Regions from separate parts of the Bicyclus anynana genome. Here region 2 is linked to region 1. A link is a contact called in public Hi-C data. All regions are on one chromosome and are shown on one strand. The core of a region is the stretch at or near the end of the contact, and the rest is flanking DNA. Distances in the headings are between cores, read along the strand shown. Region 1 overlaps LOC112044315 (ETS-like protein pointed). Region 2 holds the start of LOC112044315 (ETS-like protein pointed).

Region 1 (5,014 bases), core at 1,156-3,655:
TTACCGATTACCCAAGAAGTCCTACAATACATTAAACTAAACTGGTCATCTAGGAATAATGAAAGCCCTAATAGATACATGCAGTATACCGCAAAAGGGTTACAAGACAACTAACAAGATTTTAGAAATTCGCACGACTGAATATAAATGAATTGAAATTACGCAGGCGGCAAGACTGCGTTTAGGTGTTGCGTCTCATATATCGCGTAAGTATTCTAAGGGCTCCGGCGTGAATCATCGTGAATTGATTGGCGGGGAGATACGGACAGCTAAATATAATATCAACTACTAGCGAAGGCACGCGACTCCGATCGCATGAAATTCTGTTTACTTATCACAAATACCATGGGAAGCGTGATTTTTTCCGGAATGAAAAGTAGCCTACGTGCTAATCCAGAGTAAAATCTATTTCCATTCCAAACAGCCAGCCAATTAGTTTGAAAGTCGCAGCGTAAAGGAAGAACAAACAGACTTAAGCAAACACACACACACAAACTTTCGCCTTTAAAATATTAGTCTCCTAAAAAAATTATTAAATTATTAACAGGAATTTCATATTCATAATTTCATAAGCATTTGAAGAACGGGACTCCAATATAACATTTCAATATCACAAGTGACTCAATTCGATAGTATGTACCTACCTAGGTACATATTGCAGTATTATTTTTTGTAAGTTTTCCTATACACATAAGAATTTAAAGGTAAACATCTTTTTTGCTGATAAAACATTATATCGTATATATATACCTAGATAATGAAACGAAAAAAAACAATAAACGAGTTTTTACTACTTTTATTCTTGTTCGAACCGATTTTTTAAACTGTAGAGTTTCCTTTTCCTAAACTATTCTTTTATAATAGCAGATACCTACCTAGGTAAACCATTAAAGTTTAGTAAACATCTGCTTATTATTTCCTATTCATTAGAGAATCAAAATATATATAAGTCGTATAAAAAACCAAAAACAGATTCTTCTACATTTGGACGGTGGTAATTTCATAAATTCGCGCATCATTTTGAAGTGTTGTGCCCTAAATATGAATTATGCAGGTAATAAATTAGCCGCTGACTCGTTAAAGATATTCCGAATACGTTTGAAAACATGCCAACTTGCTGGCAAATGAGCGTCCGATCGTGATGCAAAAACACATTTTACATTAATATATTCAAATTGTAACTGATTGTGATAATATGTCAAACAAAAACAATTATTTTTTGGGCGATTTAAATATCTACACATACTTTCACCCAAAACATTAAAACAATGTGTTTTTAGAAACAAAAATAGTGTAATTTAGAATAATGTTTAGTTATTTATGTAAAAATGTGTTTTTTTTAAGTTTATTAAAAAATGATTTTATATTTCATTTATTATCTAGTATGTGAAAAATAATGACTTAAAATCATGAGATATTTTAAAATTTTGTGTAAGCAGCGCCATCTATTGACCGCATACAAAATCTCGTTGCACTCCGTGCGGTCGTAGTGTTTAATCGATGTTCTAGATGGCGCCACTACCAAGTTTCACCAGTCACCGATAGATGGCGTTCATTACAACATTTGAATCAATGTTGACTGCCTCGTCTTTGTTAGAGCTTTCAAGAGCTTTCGAAAATTGAAATACGATATTTCATAAAGATTACTGGGCTAACCGCTAACTTGAAATTTCGTTGTATTTTTGATTAATCATGAATTGATCCTTTTTAAATCTAATTATGTAGGTACTTACAAATTAATTATTTTATTATTTATTATTTTTTGTAATAATTGTAATTAATAAAACAAAATGAAACTTTGTTGTTTGTATGTTACATGGATAGTCGGAATTATTTGAATTAGGTACTTAGTATGAAAACATTAACCTTTTCTTATTTTTTAATAAAAAAAATATTTGTTACATACCTATGCAGTTCGGCTCCTCTAAGTGGACTCGTCTACACCATGAAGTTATGGGGATTACTCCTCAGCACCCTGTATAGTGATTCAAGAGAAAGATTTGAGTACCTATCACAATATTTGTATAAAAATAATCACAATATTTGTATAAAAATTTAAAAGTACCTACATATCTAATTAAGTACCTACATAATGTTATAGTACAGACAAAATATCAGAGATATAAATAGCGCAGGTACAGCGGGTCGGGTCTTACGTTTCGTCCCGGTAGGCATCATTTGGAGGCGCGGGATGCCATAAAGACATCTTGTAGTATAGACTAATTACAATATTTGCATACTTAAAGCGCCCGTGCGACGCCGGGGCGCGTCACTAGTAAGTACTCCATAAAATAGGCTATGATACATTAGTGTACAGCCTGACGGGACCCTCGCGGGGCAATAAAAAACGAGTCGGCTTCGAACCGTTGTGTGACGTCACGAATACTGCGCGGGCGCAGGCAGCCGTGGGAACTACGGCAGGTGTGCGCCGGCCGGCCACTGATCCTTGCGTCTATCTATGTGTAAGTGCCTATACAGCGCGCCGGGTAGAAAGTTCCGCTTTCCTCTCACTCCTGTAGGATAACCTGCGATGGTTGGATGCTTGATACACAAAGGATGGTCCATTTACTTAATAGGGATGATGACAGTTTTTTAAATTGTATATAAATTGAGAGTATACTAATAGTAAAACAATTTTCTAAAAGGAACAGGGTATCTGCGATCATTACTTTCGGAGCTACAGGGATTTAAAGGGTCAGATTTGCGGCGCTGCCGCGGATCCCTGAAAAACGCTCCATACAAAATGGCACGATTTAGTGACGTCGTTGGCTCGCTGATCGTTAGATTTGTATGGGCGTTCAAACAAAATCACTAATATCTTTGTTATTTGTGCGTTTATGTTTATAGTTTATTTACTAAAAAATGTCACATTTAATGTAAGGAAGCTATCACTGTATGAATTTTCATCTAATTACGATAAAAAAATTAACAGATTTTGAAATCTTATAATCTTATTTATTTTGCAAATATCCAGACAATCTTTGCTTTTTTTGTATAAATTAGTTAACATTGGCCTTATTTACCCGAATGTATCATAAAAATCAATATATTCAAACCTAGTCATCATCCCCATTTGTATAAATTGTATAATATATAGTCATGTATAAGTTTTTAGTTAAGACACGTCACGTAGACACGTCCGTGAACACACAAGGTTCCACCTGAAAACCAGCGCCACAGCTCGCTGTGGCATCGTGCTGAGGTGGATACCTTTTTGTCCACGACCAGATGTATGTATTGTATGTTCTGTTTGTTTATTTTCCAATCTGTGGTTCCAGTTGAAAACCAGCGCTACGTGTCCTAATTCAAATGGTCACGTAGCATTATGCTGAGCTGGGCAATTTTCTGGGTTATGCTACACATCGCAGGATATTGTCCTGGATGTCCTGGTGTACTGGAGATACTGTGATGTGTGGCATAATTTCGAAATAAACGCATTTTTCTTTCTTTCTTTCTTTCATTTCAGACCATGTCCGGGTACTGAGTACCTCTTATTTTAAAATACAGAGTTTTTATTCAATCTATACTAATACTATAAAGCTTGTGGTATTGTAGGGGGTCTCTAGATTGTAATGAACCGATTTTGATAATCTTTTATCACTAGAAAGCCTATTTATTAGACGCTCTTTCAGCTTTCGACAGGTAACGTCTTTTAAAAGGATATCAATACGCCATTATTATACCATTAGTGTTACATTTCTTGGAGAGACTTAGAGAATATCTATAATTTCACTGCAATGAATGAGATTTCGTGGATTTGAAGAATCAAAAACAATTTCCCCATTTGTCCAAAGAGTCCATAAAATTTTGAGCATTTTTCTGACATAAAAACACTTTGCCAAGATTTAAAAAAGTACCGTTCGTTATTAGATGGATGAGAAAGGTTTTATATTACATTACGGCACACGTGCGTAATGAGATACATTACGATATTGAAATTGGTGATATAAGCGATACTTTATGAGCGAATGTGTTATAAAATACTTTAAAATTTATAAAAAAACATAACCCTTCTTGCAGACGGACAAAAATATCCAGCCATTGCTAAACTTCTAAGTGCATATTACTTGGGTATTATAAAAACACTTTAAATTAAAAGCTCCCTGATGTTTTGCCCGTCCGTAAACAAAATAATGAAGTTACGCTTTATTAATAACAGAACCTTTATTTGAATACCGCTAGTAATTCAATTAAAAAATCAGAAAACAGCAGCCAATGTCTCGGTAACAAGTTTTAAAAAGCATACTGTAACCGAGTTAGGGTCGAACGGAAGGCAATATTGAATCAAGGCCGAGAAAAATTAGATTCCTGGTCGTCCACGGGGAAATTTTTGCCCTTTGATGTCCTCTAATACTGTTCACCTCCTACAGCGGGTCAGTGGATTTTACAGTTACAGTTACATGCCTTTTAGTTACACTCTTGTCTGCAATTTTAGGGTGAAAACTTTTAAAAAGAATGTTTTAAAAAAATCCTGAGTTGAAATCTTGAATCGGGTCATGGGATATCTACTCAGATTTTCTTTCTTCAAGATATCTTTATAATATTAAAATGAATGTATGAAATGTGTTGCTTAGCGCAAATCTCGAGAACGGCTAAACCGATTTGGCTAATTCTTTTTTTAGAATATTCCTTGAAGTACGACGATGGTTTTTACGGAGAGTTTTTTTTAGGGTAGGGTATGGTAGGGGTAGGGAAGCGCACGTAAGTCAGCTTGATCGGGCACGCTAGTTCTCAATAAAAATTCTCAGCCCGGTCTCAGTATACAATTAGTTGAGAAGTTAGTGTTGTGGCACCCTCGTGTCTCGGAGAGCACGTTAAGCAAACGGTCACAGTCATTTTTATTTTAAGAATATTTGCCATATCTTTGCAATATGGCCAATATTCCCATTCCCCTCTAACTAGTCGGGAAATACTGTATTAGGAGTGGGTACGACAATAGACCAACGGGATGGTGATCGGACCACCACCCCTCAGTGATTGAGTTGAGCTATTAAGGCATTACCAATAGTGGCTG
Region 2 (5,249 bases), core at 574-3,073, 52 kb before region 1:
TCGATCAACATCTACTAAAAGATGGAATTCAATTACACTCACCCAAGACGTAAATTCATAGCTTTTAAGCAGTTTAAACCTCTGCCTTCGATCCGGAGGGTGTGGATTCAATTCCAGTCCGGGACATGCACCTCCAACTTTTCAATTATGTGCATTTTAAGAAATTAAATATCACGTGTCTCAAACGATAAAGTAAAACATCGTGAGAAAATTTCTTAATTCTCTGTGTCTATGTCTGCCAAGCCGCATTGAGCCAGCGTGGTGGACTATTAGCTTAACCACTCAATCTGAAAGGAGACTCGTGTTCCACCGTGAGTCGAATACAGGTTGTTAATGATGTAGCAGTTTAAATGCACTCAATTTCATTAAATTCTTATTTTTTGTATAATATACTCAGAGGCACAATTATCCGCCCACTTTAATATATCGTCATATTAAAGAGGGCGGATAATTATGCCTCTGAGTATAGTATGTGACAATGAATGTTTTTGATTTCCAGGCTGAATTGGATCACTCAATCTTGCACAACTTCATCCAACTGCGCTCCGACTACAAGAGTCATAAGTTATCGAACTTTCTCAAGGGACTGTCATAATTTATTGTTAACACGTTACGTTGTATTAATAGATCTAACTTTTATTATCTAAGTGATTTATTATTGCTTTATGGTTAATTCAACGTTATTTATTAAACTCTATTTACTTATTTGGTTTTTCATGATTTTACTCCTATATACATTAAATGTTTATAGCTAAATTATAAAAAGGGTGACGAATTATAAAAGCCACCAGAGATGAAGAGATGCACGACCGTGCCTGAAAACCAATGGCAAATTTAGCTGTATCTTCGTGCATAGGCGTTTGTTTGTCCAAGACGCATTTTTTTTATAAATGTGTTATTTGTATAATTGTATGTGGGAAAATAAGCTATTCATTCATCAATATGCGTTCATAATATATTCAAAAAATCAGCTTATCTAAAAACTGCAATAATATTAAATACTGTTTATTTATACATTATCATTGAAAAACTGCGTAATCCTTTTCACTTTTGATCACCCCTCTTAAATATTGGATAGAAGCAGGCGTTACTTTGCGGAAGTTCATCATGATTATATAATGATTTATTTATTTTGCTATCATCCGCGAAAAGCCGACAATTGCACGTTGTAGAGTCAACATCTCCTGAGGATGCTCCGGTTTCGGGGTGAAACGTACGTAGAGAGTATTTTGTCGGACCTGGGTGACGTTGTCGCATGGGTTCGTCAGCTTTTCGCGGATGATAGCAAAATAAATAAATCATTATATAATCATCCCTCTTAAATCATTGCGCGACCTGTACCTGCCAATATACTTAACTTCAAATCCGTTGTTGCAACATACTCGTATATGGATATATTTTTGTTTCTAAGTATGTGTTTTTATTAAACAACGCAGCCTTACGCTGCTTAAGTGGATTTTAAAAAGCGGACAAGTTTGGCGAGAATAAAATCCTATTTGAATTGAAATAATTTGTAATTTATGACATGCTAGGCTTTTACCGTTGCCAGGCTGTTTTGATGATTGTAAACTATGCATAAATTACGAAATCGTATCGTATGTTCGAAATCGCGTGCACAGCGAAAAGTTTTAATCTATCAAAAGTGTTGACAACGGACAATCTATCAAATGATCTAAGCCGCGTTGAATAATGCTTGCAAGTGTCGTTATCACTAATATCTGTACATGAAACCACTACGTCCATTCATAAGTTCCCCCCACCATATGCACATTTGAATGAACGCGCTAGTGTGCGTGCGACGCGGGCGCATTTGCGTCTGTGTGGAGTCAGTAACGTCCGAACCGGCACGCAGGGTCGTACGCTCGCGTCGCGTCCGCTCGCGTCCCAAAGTGACACCAAAACGGATACCGTGTAACAAAAAACACATTTTTTTTCCAAAACAGTGCTGTGACATATTGCTAATCTGGATAATATAATCAAAATCGAGAGGTGAGTGCCTAAGAAAGTATGTTTATTTTCAAACGACGCCTACGCGCGTTACTGTCGCGATTTGTGAGCGACGAAATTATATGATATAGGTTCAAGTTCATTCATTGGCTTGGGACTATTTATATTTTTATCGGTACGTGTGACATGAATGGGAGATTAGGGTTTAGGTGAGAACGGGTGATTCACCGGTGTTTCTGATTGTAATTTACTATTACTCTTGCGGTGTTTATTTTGGTTAGTTTACGTCTGTGGACTGGCCAACGTTATCTAAGCCCGGTAGCGTTCGTTCGTTCCATTTCAAGTGGTGTTTTTATCCCTTAACTACCTGAGTTGAAGCGGTTCTGAACAAGCCGAACCATAATTGTAACGCATGGCAAAGAGAAATGCCAGACCACACCTACGAGTGTATACGAATTGCGAATTTATAGCGATTTATACATTCGAGTACAGCACCAAAGTACATATAGCTCTATGTAATATCTAGGTGTTGTGTACCTATGTGAATTTGTATTTCGACGTAAATTTTTATCAACGTTTAATGTTAACGTTATGAGCTCTGCCTTCGATTCCGGAGGGTGTGGATTCGAATCCGGTCCGGGGCTATGCACCTCCAACTTTTCACTTGCATTTAAAGGAATTAAAATATCACGTGTCTCAAACGGTGAAGGAAAACATCGTGAGGAAACCTGCACACCAGAGAGTTTCCTTATTTCTCTGCGTGTGTGATGTCTGCCAATTGGGCCAGCGTGGTGGACTATTGGTCTAACCGCTCTCAATCTGCGAGGAGACTTGAGCTCAGCTGTGGGCTGCACTGGGCTATCACGGCCATTTAACATTTATGAAAGCATTGAAAATAATTGATTACAGTAGCATCTTTAGGGGACACTAAATAACTGCGTTAAGTCATTGCTTGAAGATGAACCTTTTTTTTTTATTTTATTCTCCACAAGTTAGCCCTTGACTACAATCTCACCGGATGGTTAGTGACGATGCAATCTAAGATGGAAGCGAGCTAACTTCTTAGGAGTAGAATGAAGTCGTACACGACATCATACCGGAACGCTAAATCGCTTGGCGGTACGTCTTTGTCGGCAGGGTGGTAACTAGCCACGGCCGAAGCCTCCCACCAGCCAGACCTGGATCAATTAAGAAAACCTCAATCGGCCCAACCAGGGATCGAACCCAGGACCTCTTGTAAATCCATCGCGCATACCACTACGCCACGGAGGCTTAACTACTCATAACTCACAGCCGTGGTCGCAGCCTTCAAATCAGCCACAGACACACAAACACACACGCACACACACACACTACAACATAGTATTTATTAAAATATTCTGATATTCGCTAACCGAATAGGATTAAAATCCCACATCGCACATCAATGCTCTAAGAAGGTCATCAAACTTTGCTTGCTATAAAACATATAGGTAAGTCATAGCTATTCTTGACAATCCTAAATCTAGTTAGGTAGGTAATCTGTCTAGGACCTACTTATAAAAAAAAATATTTTAGGGGCAGTCACCCCGCTGTTTCACCCGCGTATTTTCGGTTTTCGTGGGTATAATGGCATCGTATATATAGCCTACGACACTCACAAATTACGTGGCTTTCGATTGCTGTGAGAATTATCAAAATCGATTCAGTAGACTCAGAGACCCCTACAACCTCACAAACTTTACCTTATAATAGTTCTTGTAAATATAGATAGCGGACGCGCCGCGTTCTTACTTCTACAGTTCCCGTTCCCGTGTGAATACGGCGATACAATAAGTATGGCATATGTTACTCGCTGATAATGTAGCTTTCCATTGATAAAAGAATTTTTAAATGACTGAGTAATTTGGGCGTCAAAGAGTAAAAAAAAATACAATAAATTCACTAACGCATTTCTAAATAGACAGTAAGTAAAAGTATCCATATAGTATCAATACGTAATGTGGATAATATACCTACATTACATGATCATTTACATTATGATTACGCGTCAAGATAATGTTTAGACAGGTAAACATGCTGACTATCTATTCAAGGAAAATTCACACAAGAGCTCGAAACTCATCTATCATAGCGAGTTGATACTTAATCGAGGAGCAATTTTTCAGCATCCGATGCAAAACATAAGATTATGGAACGGATCTGTATTGCGCCAAAAATCTTAATTTTATTAACATAAAATTGAAAATTCTGAAAACACTCGAAGGTCATGAAATTATTAATTCAGTGCTCTTTCATTTGAGACCCCACTCGAATATATTTGCATCAGACATTCGATTATTCTTGCCCACTTTTAAACTGCTCAACCGATTTTCATTAAACATGTCTAAGAACACTCGCACATAAGTCACCTTTAATGAAATCGCTTCGTTTCGGTAAAAACCTGAACTTTATAAGTAAAGGAAACTATCGAATTCCCTAACCAGCTATACAGTCCACAGAGTTCTATGCCCGTTGGTAGGTACTCTTCACGGTAGTGACTGGGTTCGACCACTTCCCAACCCCGGGCAGTTACTGAGAATTTCTTGGAAAAACTGGATAACCTGACGCCTAATTATTAAGATCTCTTTTCTTTTCCAAAAACAATATTCTATACAAAACCTAATAAAGGTTTCGATAGGTCTCTACTACGCCTAATTCGTACGTGAAATGCTGACCGCGTGATATAAATTACAGAGTCTAGTCGGTATGTATAAGACCAGGGGCTCCGAAACTTTTAACATAACGAAACACTCAACAAAAACCTTTTATTTTGTGGAATCACACATGTAATTTAAATGAAAAACAAGTCTTTATTTGTAATATCCTGAAAATTAAACATTTTTGTTCCTTATTTTAACCCTAATAAATAATGAAATTAAGTTGAGGTTTCATGACATTACTAGGTATGTGGTAGCCATGGTAAGTAAATCCAGAAGAACGGTGGTGACTTCTCTACGGAATCTCTAGGTTTCTCGAAGCCCACTTTGGGAATCGCTGTGCTAGATTTATTCGATAAAGAAATATAGTAACAGACGAAATGCCTTGTCAGTCAGTGTCTGGTATATGATATGTTAACTACTTTCATAATTATAATAACACATTGTCGACTATCATTCAAACATTCAAGGTTTATTTATACATTACTTATATCAGCGTTGGTAAGATATAAAACGCATAGGTGTGTGTTAGGTAGGTATTATCTTTATCTAACATGATATCATTTCGGTCAGTAGCTTACACCAACTGAATCAAACTTGTGTAATAGGTACGGGGATTCCCGT

What was found. Hi-C and Micro-C count contacts between places; a contact is called where the count stands out from the background.
Region 2: a Hi-C map of whole larva shows a contact between it and region 1, with 4 times the contacts expected there. The contact joins the promoter of LOC112044315 here to the enhancer-like site in region 1. A contact is called at or near these places in 2 of 2 Hi-C or Micro-C datasets (whole body and whole larva).

Annotation. Positions count from the first base shown.
Region 1 is chr21:4,158,747-4,163,760 of ilBicAnyn1.1, reverse strand. The region is part of intron 3 of LOC112044315 (ETS-like protein pointed); the gene reads left to right. Among protein-coding and RNA genes, the nearest start is that of LOC112044315, 52 kb to the left of the region's middle. Within about 2 kb of position 2,405, at least 8 of the 8 cell types and tissues checked have open chromatin away from gene starts, as enhancers often do.
Region 2 is chr21:4,209,631-4,214,879 of ilBicAnyn1.1, reverse strand. LOC112044315 (ETS-like protein pointed) reads left to right here and starts at 1,823. Exons shown (of 10, transcript XR_008251953.1): 1 at 1,823-1,989. It overlaps LOC112044323 (exocyst complex component 5), which reads left to right. Exons shown (of 13, transcript XM_052888216.1): 13 at 500-705. The coding sequence ends at 595.